3 separate regions of the Mus musculus genome follow, and regions 2 and 3 are each linked to region 1. A link is a contact called in public promoter capture Hi-C data. All regions are on one chromosome and are shown on one strand. Each heading gives the region's core, a stretch centred on a gene start, on an enhancer-like site or on the middle of the called end of the contact. The rest is flanking DNA. Distances are from core to core; before and after follow the strand shown.

Evidence for each region. Promoter capture Hi-C pulls out the DNA fragments that hold promoters and counts their contacts.
Region 2: a promoter capture Hi-C map of liver shows a contact between it and region 1, with 4 times the contacts expected there. The contact joins the promoter of Ube2d-ps here to the promoter of Tbc1d10a in region 1. A contact is called at or near these places in 2 of 39 promoter capture datasets (liver and pre-B cells).
Region 3: a contact with region 1 is called in a promoter capture Hi-C map of liver, with 8 times the contacts expected there. The contact joins the promoter of Pgam2 here to the promoter of Tbc1d10a in region 1. A contact is called at or near these places in 2 of 39 promoter capture datasets (liver and pre-B cells).

The regions. Positions count from the first base shown.
Region 1 is chr11:4,184,804-4,188,815 of GRCm38.p6, forward strand. It overlaps Tbc1d10a (TBC1 domain family, member 10a), which reads left to right and starts at 2,030. Exons shown (of 9, transcript NM_134023.1): 1 at 2,030-2,296. The coding sequence starts at 2,088.
Region 2 is chr11:5,760,436-5,764,339 of GRCm38.p6, forward strand. Ube2d-ps (ubiquitin-conjugating enzyme E2D, pseudogene) reads left to right here and starts at 1,715. Exons shown (of 7, transcript NR_015577.1): 1 at 1,715-1,805. It also overlaps a transcript of Urgcp not described here.
Region 3 is chr11:5,801,816-5,805,904 of GRCm38.p6, forward strand. Pgam2 (phosphoglycerate mutase 2) reads right to left here and starts at 1,981. Exons shown (of 3, transcript NM_018870.3): 1 at 1,460-1,981; 2 at 1,184-1,364; 3 at 1-24. The coding sequence starts at 1,873.

The DNA.
Region 1 (4,012 bases), core at 780-3,279:
TGGTTGCTGGGATTTGATTGAACTCAGGACCCTCACATAAGAGCAGTCAGTGCTCTTAACCACTGAGCCATCTCTCCAGTCTCAATTAGCCCAATTCTAATAGAAGCATTTTGTGACAACTGAGGTTCTAGAACTGCCATAAACTAACCTGGGATCTTAGACAACTGACTTGACTTTATAGAACCTCGGTTTACCTACCTGTAAAATTGGGCAAGTATAAAAGTACTAAAAGACATGTACTAAAAGTGCATTTTCCCCCAAAGAAACTCCTATTCGGTAAAGGTCATTTCCAGTCCTCCCTCACTCTCTGGTAACCATTATTCTTTGTACCTACAGATTTGCTGCTTCTAGATATTCCAGTATCTATGATTATTAATGATTTTGTGTGTTCAGTTTTTGTTTGTTTCTTTGTTTAAGACAGGGTCTTGTCTTGCTTACCCTTTCTTTTTTGCTTTCAAGATATATCTACATTGCATACTTATTAGTGCTTTATTCTTTTCATGGCTGAATTATGTCCATTGTATGGACATACCACATTTATACACTCTTAATTGGTGAAAGTCATTTGAATATTTTTTCTTTTTCTTTTCTTTTTCTCTCTATTTGACCAGGTAGCATTATTTTCATTTTTCTTCGGTAGAATTTCCTAGGAGGAGGATGCAATGTTTGCACAACTCTGTACGGATGCTAAAGAACCATGGGACTGTACCTTTTTTTTTTTTTTTTTTTTTCGAGACAGGGTTTCTCTGTGTAGTCCTGGCTGCCCTGGAACTCACTTTGTAGACCAGGCTGGCCTCAAACTCAGAAATCTGCCTGCCTCTGCCTCCCGAGTGCTGGGATAAAAACCACCACGCCCAGCTTTGTACTTTTTTTTTTTTTTTTTTTTTTGAGATAGGATTTTTATTTGTAGCCCAGTCAGTCTGTCCGGAACTTGTAAACTGTTTTAGCCTACAGAGTACAGGCATCTGTTATCATGCCTAATTTATCTTTAATTTTTATGTATTTGTGCATGTGTAGGTGTGTCGGTGGGGTGATGGAATTTAAATATAGGAAGTATGTATATACCTTAAATAGATGGAAGTGGTGGTATGCTAACCATATTTCAATAAAACTATTGGGGAGTCAGGCAGGATAGCCCACATCTGTAATCCCAGCACTTGGGAGACAGGGAGGGCCCTAGACTACATAGTAAAGTCAAAGCCACTTTGGAGACCCTATCTCAAAGAAAAACAATACAAATCAACCCTCACCAGAAAGGTGTTGGGAAGAAAAAGGTAGAGCTTAGGTCTGATATATATATATGTGTGTGTGTGTGTGTGTGTGTGTGTGTGTGTATGTGTATATATATATATATATATATATATATATATATATAATTTGGTTTTGGGTTTTGGTTTTTCGAGACAGTGTTTCTCTGTGTAGCCCTGGCTGTCCTGGAACTAACTCTGCAGACCAGGCTGGCCTCGAACTCAGAAATTCGCCTGCCTCTGCCTCCCAAGTGCTGAGATTAAATTAAAGGCGTGAGCCATCTTGCCCGGCTGTTCTGTATTATTCTTATAGGGTCTCCCACGAGCTAATTTGCATCCCCCTAAGCAGAACAGCCAGGTGGTTCAGATCCCTAAGCCCACTTGCGTCTCATCACTGTTCTTGAAAATGACCTGGCGAAGTAGCGCTACCCACGACCCTGTTTCCCATGGAGGCAGAGACCTTAGGACCTCTAGGGAAGCCCTAGACCTTCTGCCAGAGAGCAGCAGCAGGTGACACACCAGCTCCGGGCCAACCCGGAAAAGCCAGACGAGCTAGTCCAGGTGAGTTTTTGTGATTGGCAGCCAGGGAAGGCGGGCCCTTGGTGACGGTTGTCCCGCCCCCTCACGTCGGTCCACTTGGCGCCAGGCTGGAGGAGGGGCGAGGCTCGGGACCCTCGGCACCCATTGGGCGCGTGGTGGGAGCTCCCTGGGTATCCGCCCCCAGCTTTGTGGCAGCCAATGGGCACAGTGCGTGGGAGGGGCGTCGGCAGCGTCGGCGGAGGCCGGGCGGCTCAGGCGGCTGAGGTGGCCGCTGGCGCTCTGGTGGCGGGCGCGGCCGATATGGCGAAAAGCAGCAGAGAGAATGGGCCGCGCGAGCCCGCAGCAGGCGGGAGCCTGTCTGGGACCCGGGAAAGCCTGGCCCAGGGCCCCGACGCCGCCACCGCCGACGAGCTGAGCTCGCTCGGCTCCGACTCGGAGGCCAACGGCTTCGCCGAGCGCCGCATCGACAAGTTCGGATTCATCGTGGGTTCGCAGGGCGCCGAGGGCGCGTGAGTAGCTCTGGGGTCTGGGCCGGGCGCGGGACCAGCACAGGCGTGGGCCTGACCCACCAACGTGTCTCCACTGTCCCAACCCCACAGATACGCCGCAAGCGGCAGCCTACTTTCTACCTACGAACAGAAAGGCCATTCCCTTCCTCCTGGTCTTCCCCAAACCGACTGATCCATACCCTCCAAGGAGAGTATCCCCGATGGGGGTTTCCCATCTCCAGCTCATAATCTCGCAGGTTACTCTGGCCTTAAAGCTTTGCCACCCCCTGACACGCGCACAGATGGCTGCCCCATACTTTGCCCACAGCTATTCTCCATCTCCCCCTACCCCACAGAATCCTTGTCTCGCCACCTCAGTATCGGCACCCCAGGAAATCTTAAGACTTCAGGACTCCGAGCTATTCCAGGTCGCGCTAACCCTTACCTCCAGACACATATCTCAGAAGGATTGACACTGGCCAGCCCCCTCCCAGAGGGTCCCATCTTGACTCCCAGTTTCTTTTCATCATGGAAAGGTCTCTCCTCATTACACACCCTCTGCCAAAAGGCAGCTTTGTCCATTGTCACAGGCAACAGGTGGGCCGACACTCCTTCCCAGTAGTTATAGGGCACCTCAACTCTAGGACTCCCCTGTCAGCTTCATCACAGGGGAGCCAGCCAGTAGACTCCCAGGCTGCCGTGTTTATGTCCTTCCTTCCCAAATCCAGATCTAGGACTGGAGAAGGAGGGAGACAGCACCCCACCCTTGAGCTACCAGGTACCCAGCTTTCCATTAGAGAAAGCTGAGGCAGGAGTAACACCTTCCCTCCAAGCTGAGCATGTTGGGCTACAGATTTGTACACAGCAGAACCCCTAGAAGCCCGCCCTCCCAGAGACTGCGGATGCGATCTGGTGGTCTCTTCAGGAAGATGGCCTCTAGATCCTGCTTTCATTCCACTTGTCTTGTGATAGGAGACTAGCGCCATACCCAGAACTGACAAGCCTCCCTGTCATAGTGTACCTCCCAGTTTATAGAGCCTCACAGGCACCATGGAAGCCCTACGCCAGTATATATTCTCCCTCTCCTCTGACTGATTGTGACTGCCCAGGATGTCCCCAGCTGTTCTTGGGACTTACAGAAGTGCTTGATTATCTTAAGAACCCACTCCATGAAGCTGTCCCATATAAATGTCACTTCCACCATATCACCCTCCCTCCCCAAGAGTCTCTTATTCACGAGGCCTCCTCCTCCTTAGAAGGAGAAAATTTTAAATCCAGGCCTCTGACCTATGTTTCCTCCCACCCACTGGATCTGTCTCTTCCAACCTTTCTTTCTTGCTCACATTAGACTAAGCCTGGTCCAGTTCAGAACCAGGAGAAGCCCTCATTCTCACCTTTCACCCTGTATGAGCTTGTGGGAACCTAGAGAGAGGGTTTAGGCTGTGTTTCAGTTGGGGCAAGATCATCAGGGACCCTTCCTGGGCCCTTCCTCAGGGATCAGGGGCCCAGGAAGGGTGAGGTCTTGAGGGGGTGGGAAAGGAATTCTCAGTTTTATCTGTGGGGTCTTGGACGTAACAGTCACGTTTGCTGGTAAATTCTAAAGCATGAGAACTCTTCTGTGGTTATTGGATTTTTACCCAGATTTCAGGGTGCAGGGCGATATGATAGAGTGAGGAAGGGCCAGATTTAGGGATCCTACCTGCTGGCTGTGTGACCTTGGGTAGATCTTGAGTCCCT
Region 2 (3,904 bases), core at 465-2,964, 1.6 Mb after region 1:
GCAGGATGGGTAGATCTCTGTGAGCTGAATGAAGGCCAGCCTGGTCTACAGAGTGAGCTCCGGGATAGCCAGGGCTCTACAGAGACCCTGTTTTGAAAGATCTGCCTGCTTCTGCCTCTAGAGTGATGGGATTAAAGGCATGAGCCACCACCACAATAGCATAACTAAAGGTAAGGAAGTAAAACTTAAAGACAGCAGACCCTAAGGGATCACAGAGAGCCCTGAATGTATTCCCACAGGCCACAGATCTTCCTTGTGGAGTTTTGGAAGAGGGTGGAGCTTGGTAAGGCTTATAGTTTAGAGGACAGTTCATGACATGTGTTTAGGATAAACTAGGAGAATAGGTGAATGGCATATAGGAATCTGGCTGGGAAACCATTTAAGTGTTCGATTCATTGTTTTTGTTTTGGGCAGGGTTTGTATGCGTATGTGCAGGAACATGACAGAGGCCAGAGTAGAATGCCAGATATATGACAGAGTAAATGCTACTCTTTGTGCCTTACTGCTTTTGGTGCAAGGTCTCTCACTGAACTGGAATCTCACTATCTATGCTAAGGTAGCTCCAGGGATCCTGTCATGCCGGCTACCCAGTGCTGGGGTTAGAGACATGAGTAGCCAACCTCACCTTTTCTGTGGGTACTAATGATCTCAGGGCCCCATGCTTGCACCACAAGCACTCCTATCTACTATCTCCTCAGCTCCTCTAGTTTTAGATTTTCCTTTGGGGATCTTTCTCTCTTTCTTTCTTTCTTTCTTTCTTTCTTTCTTTCTTTCTTTTTTTGGTTTTTCCAGACAGGGTTTCTCTGCATAGCTCTGGCTGTCCTGGAACTCACTTTGTAGACCAGGCTGGCCTTGAACTCAGGAATCCGCCTGTCTCTGACTCCTGAGTGCTGGGATTAAAGGTGTGCGCCACCACGCCCGGCTTTTTTTTTTTTTTTAAGACATGGTCTTACTCTGCAATCCAGGCTGGCCTCAAACTCACTATGTAGCCCAGTCTGGTGTTGGAACACCTTTGGTCCAGAGCAACTGCACTAGCATACCCTATTAGGTTTATCTGTCTGGAAACAATATATATGATTATTTATATAGAGAGTCCAGATTCTTTACTGTATGAGGCACGCTGATATTATGTATTTTGCCATATTCTATTTCATTTCCAAGATGTTGGCTACAATCTATTACACAGATTTTGTGACATACCACTAAGTTCTTTACACTTGGTCTTAAACAGTTCGATGTCTTGGGGAAAGGGAAGCAGAGTTTAGCTTGGGATGTGCACTTTCAGGCTGAGTCTCAATAGCGGCAGTGCATTGAAGCCAACTAAGTACTACTGAAAATGCAGCTCTCCAGACATGTAGATGCATCTGTGCTCAGCACCTACGCGTATTCAGAAATATCTGTAACACTTCTGCCCAGAAAGCATATAAAAGTGAATGTATACTTACAGCGCTGACAACCACTAAGCTCAGGAGTTAAGTGACAGCCTGGGGAGGAGCCCAGGGAGGGGCAGAGAGCATAGCGTGTGGCACCTGCGGTTTCAGGCATGTCCTGGTGCCCAGGCCCCTCGCCTAGCAGAAACCAGAGCCACAGGGCCGTGACCGTGGCCGAGTAACTGACCGTGCGCGACTCCGTGGTCAGACCCAGGACTGCTGCGCGCACTAGCTACCCACAGCGCACCGCGGCGCGCACGCGTAGAGCGCCGTTCCCGGCGTGCAGCGTTGCGGCCCAGGCGGCCGTCTTAGTCTGCCCCGCAGGGCCGGTGGGGCACGAGCAGCGGGAACATGGCTCTAAAACGGATCCAGAAGGTAAGAGTGGCGGAAACGGGGTCCTCCCGCCCGTCCACTCTGCGGGCTGTCGCAGCGAATAGAACCCCGCGGCTGAGGTGCGGCAGGGCGCACTGACACTTGCCCCGCGCGAGTTCCGCCGCGGTCGGCGCAGACTTAGGAGGTGGCTGAGTGCCTCTGGCGGGCGACTCGCGGGGGCGGAGTCATGCGACCGGGTCACGTGCGCGCGCAGCTTTGGGCGGAGTTTAGGGAAGCAGAGGGGTGTCTCCCAGGGTGCCTAGCACGAGAGGCTGAGCTGCGGGAGAATTTCATCCCGTAGGTTTGTATTAGCCCATTAACCTAGAGCCTGGTAATTGCATCTCAGAAAAAGAAGCCACCAATCCACCCTTTACCATTTGTTAACGTTTTAGCCTATCCACTTTTCGTCCTTTTCCTAAAGAAAATTATTTTATATTTCTAAGTTGTTTTTTGTTCCGTTTTGGTTTGGTTTGGTTTGGTTTTTTGAGACACGGCCTCCTGGCAGACCCAGAACTCGCTATGTAGACAAGGCCAGCCTCAAACTCACAGAGATCCTCCTGCCTCTGGTTGCCGAGGGGCGTGCACCACCATACCCTGCATTATACTGTAATTTATGATCCATGTTTTCACATAGTATTAATAGTTGGAATTTTTTTAAAGATTTATTTATTTATTTATTTATTTATTTATTTATTATATGTAAGTACACTGTAGCTGTCCTCAGACACTCCAGAAGAGGGAGTCAGATCTCGTTACGGATGGTTGTGAGCCACCATGTGGTTGCTGGGATTTGAACTCCTGACCTTCGGAAGAGCAGTCGGGTGCTCTTACCCATTGAGCCATCTCACCAACCCTAGTTGGGATTTTCTATACTGCAAAATGGTATTTATAACCTCTTTTTTAAAGGATTTGGGGCCGGGCGTGGTGTTGCATACCTTTTATCCCAGCACTTGGGAGGCAGAGGCAGACGGAGTTCGAGGACAGCCTGATCTACAGAGGACAGCCAAGGCTATACAGAGAAACCCTGTCTCGAAAAACCAAAAAAAAAAAAAAGATTTGCTCACTTATATGTGGGTGTAAGGTGCCCTGTGTAGGTGCCAAGAATCATACTCAGGAGCTCTGGAAGAGCAGTTCATGCCCTTAACCACTGAGCCATCTCTCCAGCCCTATGACCCTAACTTTTAGCATTAGCATGATTCTTTCCACCAAGTGGATCCAGGTTATGTGTCTCAATTAGATTTCTGTCGCTGTGATAAACACCATAACCAGAAGCAGCTTGGGAGGAGAGGGAAGCCAAAGCAGAGACCTGGAGGCAGAAACTGAAGAAGAGGCCATGGAGCAGGGCTGCTTGCTGGTGTGTGCCAGTTTGCTTTATTCTATACCCCAGGACCATGTGCCAGTTAGGGCACCGTGCACAGTGGACTGGGCTCTTTCTTCTACATCAGTCAAGTAAATGTCTCAGACATTTGTCTACAGGACAGTCTGATGGAGGGATTTGCTGGGTTGAGGTTACCTCTTCCCAAATGACCCTCCAAGTCGATTGACCCCTTATCAACTTAATATACCAATAGATTGTTATTAAACCATAATCTTTTCTTTTTTTGTTTATCCCCAAGAGCTCATAATAATATCACAATACAAAATACATTGCAACTTTTAAATAATGTGCTTGGTTTTTCTTAAGTTCTTTTGTGTATTGGTGTTTCCTCTGCATGAATGACTGCATCGTATACATGCTTGGTACTCTGTGGAATCCAGAAGAGGGTGTCAGATCCTCTTGGACTAGACCTTCAGATGTTTGTGAGCTATCATGTAGGGGTTGGGAGCAAGTACTCTAGCCACTGGACCATCTCTTTGGTTTTCATTTCAACTTTGTAAAGTCCCAAAGTCATTAAAAAACTCAAGCACTTTAAAAGGTCAGTTTGGAGAGACGTCTCAACAGTTAAAAGCACTTACTGCTCTTACCAAGGACTTAGATTTGATTCCCAGCATCCACATAGGCCCTAGGCAGACAACCAAGAAGACAGAGCTGGTCATTTTAAAGTGTCCAAATCAAAGTGGTGGGATCCCTTGATAGGCTCAGAAGAGCATTGTTCATTAGG
Region 3 (4,089 bases), core at 731-3,230, 1.6 Mb after region 1:
CCATGATGGCCTGGTCGGACATCCCTGAAGCAGGGGAACAGTTTATGCAGAATGGCCTTTGTGGGCTCGTGGTACTGCCAGTTAACCCATCCCTGAGAGCAAGGCCACAAAAGTGTGCCTAAGAGTTAAGGGAGACCTGGCTGCAGAAATAGCCCAACAGAGAGACGAGAACACCCTCCATGAATAGCTGTGGCACACGCATGCTCAGCCCAGTGTGAGCTGGCTAAAGAAGGTTTGGAAGGGTGACATTTGGTTTCTAGAGCTTCTAAATTCTGACCCGGGAGGAACAGGAAACCTGACCCACTGCCTGCTCCTGCAGCCCCTGCCTGGAATAGCAGCTCAACCTTTGCTCTTGCCACCGCACCCCTACCAACAGGGAGGACCTGGGAATGTTCCCTAGGCACACCCCGTGAACCTCTTTCCCAGAACACAGCCCAGGGAGGAGGGGCAGGGGCAGAACCCTCGGGTTGCCGCTAGGCGCTGGAGACGTGGATCACACCCCAACCCCTTCTTAGGATCCCACCGAGTCTAAAGGTCACCCAGAATCTAATATAGACGTCCGGTGTCTACGACCCAGTTGGGACCATAATTGGTAACCTCCCTACACTGCTATGCCCCCCTTCCAGGCCTGTCTACTAGCCCTTGCTCTTCAGTTAGGAGCACCACCACAGGCCTAAGATTTTAAGTAGCTCCATATTTCTGCACTCTGCTGCCTTTTTTTAGCCTATAGAAGACTGAGAGGTGGGGGAACACATGGTTCAGGTCTGTGTGGGTGGATGGACTATGTATTGTACCTGAGGCAAAGGGGCCTCAGAGTCAAGGCACTTTGTACATAGACTTGAGAGAAAAAGAGGAAATGCAGGCAGCACCAGGAGAGAGAGCAAGAGTTTTATAACAGCTCAAGTGGCTTGATTCAGCAGGAAGCCAATACTTGGCGTTGATGGCCAGAGCTCTGACCTCTTTCCCCAGTGGGTGCCAGAAGCCTGCTCTACCTATGATCAGCTCCTGTGGGGTGCCTCAGCTATGCTGTCTGTGCTGACTACATAACTGGAAATGGGACAACACAAAGTATTACAAAACTCCTGCCTCCATCAACTTCTGAAACCCTGACATCTGTAAAATAGCTGAAACCAATGAACCGCAGTGGTTTCTGTCTCACATCTTTCCTGAGAGTAGGCCTCACCTTCCAGATGTTTCACAATGCCCCGAAGGCTGTTCCCATGGGCTGCAATAAGCACTCTCTGGCCAGCCTTAATCTTAGGTGCGATCTCCTCATTCCAGAAGGGCAAAGCCCGGGCAATGGTGTCCTTGAGACTTTCACAGGTAGGCAGCTCCTCAGGCTTCAAGCCTGCATAGCGGCGGTCCTGGGGACAAGGGCACAGGAACATTTCGCTTTTGTTTACTGGGTAGCCCTCCCCCCTGGGCTCCCAACCTTCCAGCTTCCCGGCATCTGGCCCACCTTGCTGATGGAGGTGTAGTAGTTGTGTTTCTCATCCATGGGTGGTGGTGGGGTGTCAAAGGAACGCCTCCAGATCTTCACCTGCTCCTCCCCGTGCTTTGCAGCCGTCTCAGCCTTATTGAGGCCTGTGAGGCCACCATAGTGCCGCTCATTGAGGCGCCAGGTACGCACCACGGGCACCCACATTTGGTCCGTAACATCCAGGATGGTCCAAAGGGTGCGGATTGCCCGCTTCAGCACCGACGTGTAGCAGATGTCAAACTCTATCTTGGCATCTTTGATAGCGGTGGCCCCCCGCTTGGCCTCCTCTGCTCCCTTCTCACTCAGCTCTGCATCAAACCAGCCACAGAAACGGTTCTCTTGGTTCCATAAGCTCTCACCGTGGCGAACCATTACTAGGCGGTGGGTGGTCATGGTGGCGGGGGACACAGGAACTCTAGGTGGCAGCTGCTTGCTTGGCCCTTTAGGCTTTATAACAGTTTTCCCAGCCCCCACCCCAGCCCTAACTGCCAATCAGCATTCCAGGAGATACAGGCAGAGGCAGGCAACCAGTAGCAGAACTGGGGGTGGGGTGTAGTCCAAGGAGCTGAACTTAAAAATAGTCTCACAAAATCATCAGCTCAGATGACAAGCCCCATAACCAGCTGGCACCTGGTAACAAGCCGCATGGGGCTGCAGAACTGGACCAGGGTGAAGGGCAGGAGTCAACCTGGGGGTGTTCTCCATGTGGAGACACTCTTGACATCAGCAGCTTTCAATCACAATTGGCCCTCTCCTGATCGGGTAGAAACAACTATTCCAGGCCCTTTTCTGATATATACATATGTTTAAAGACAGAGTTGAATTGTGTGACTCAAGCTGCAATCTCTCTTCAGTCTCTTAATACAATTAAGAACAAGCGCATCTCAGGAAGAAGTCTAGCCTAGTGTCAAGGTCAAGGGTATGTATAAGATATCCATACAAAGAGGTCAGTGTGTAAGTAAATAAGTAGGCGTGTCTGCAACAGTGATTGTTCTCTGCCCAGGTGCCTGTCCCAGCGTACATGCATTGTCTGTGTTGCTGTGTTGGTGAGACGGAGTGAGCACACACGTTTTACCAGGCAGATACCCCCACCCCACTAAGTATGGAGGATGAGGAGCAGTTGCTTTGAGAGGTGCACAGGATGAGACAGCTCCCCAGATGATACTCAGGTGAGCTAGAAGAACACTGAGGGCAGAGCTGGGAGCCCTACAGGAAGGGTACACTGGGTTGAGGTACCAGTAAAAAACAGAACACCCTAAGGGACTGGAGAGATGGCTCCTCAAGAGCACTTCCAAAGGACCCAGATACAATCTCCAGTACCCACATTGGGCAGCTCACCACTACCTGCAACTATAGCTCCAGGGGCATCCAACAGGTCTGGTCTCAGTGTATACCTGCACTAATGTGCACATTTCCTACCCACAATTAAAAATAAACTTAAAGACATTTTAGAACCTGGTTGTGCACACCTTTAATCCTACCCCCTGCCCAAGTGCTGGGATTAAAGACATGCACCACTGTCACCCCTCTGATGTTGTTTTTTTTTTTTTTTTTTTTTTTTGGCGGGGGGGAGGGGTCAAAACAGGGTTTCTCTGTATAGCACTGGCTGTCCTGGAACTCACTTTGTAGACCAGGCTGGCCTCGAACTCAGAAATCTGCCTGCCTCTGCCTCCCGAGTGCTGGGATTAAAAGCGTGCCCCACCACTGCCCAGCCCCCTGTGTTGTTTTAAAGACAGGCTCTCACTATGCAGCTTTAGCTGGCCTGGTACTTGCTATGTAGACCAGGCTGACCTGGTACAGAGGTCTATAAGGATCTGCATTACAACACCTGGCTGGTGTGGCTAATAAACTCTGGTTAAAAATACAGGGCCAAGGCAGGCAGGGGTGGCACACACCTTTAATCCAAGCACTTGGGAGGCAGAGGCAGGCGGATTTCTGAGTTCGAGGCCAGCCTGGTCTACAGAGTGAGTTCCAGGACAGTCAGGGCAACACAGAGAAATCCCATCTCGGAAAAAAAAAAATGCAGGAGCCAGAGCAAGGTGTGGTGGTTGAGAGCCTGTACTGCTCTTGCAAAGAACTCAGTTCAATTCCTGTCACCCAGGTCAGATAGCTCACAACCACCTGTAACTCAAATCCCTGGGGGTCTAATGCCTTCTTCTGGTTTCAGTGGATACTACACTCATGTGCACAAACCCACACTCTTTCACACACACACATATACACATGATGTTTAAATTAAAATAAGTATTCAGACTACAGCACCTATCAAAATTGTTTTGTTACTTAGCAAAATATACAACTATCCTTAATATATGCAGAAAATACCTTTTACAAATCTAACACTCTTTCATAGTACGCACTTCCAGACTAGGAATAAAAGGGAGGTGCTCTCTGTTCTCTGACACCGTGGTGGAGGAAAGTTATAACTGGCTGGGAAGCAAGATCCTCATCTTACATCCTTTACCAAACTATGGTCAAGTTGACCGTCTTTGTCATTTCTGGTAAAGGCTATCTATGACAAACTGTGACAGCTAACATCAGACTTAACAATGAAGGCCAAGATGAGAAGCAAGGTCCTCACACTCCCTATCTAGGGACAACACAGCACA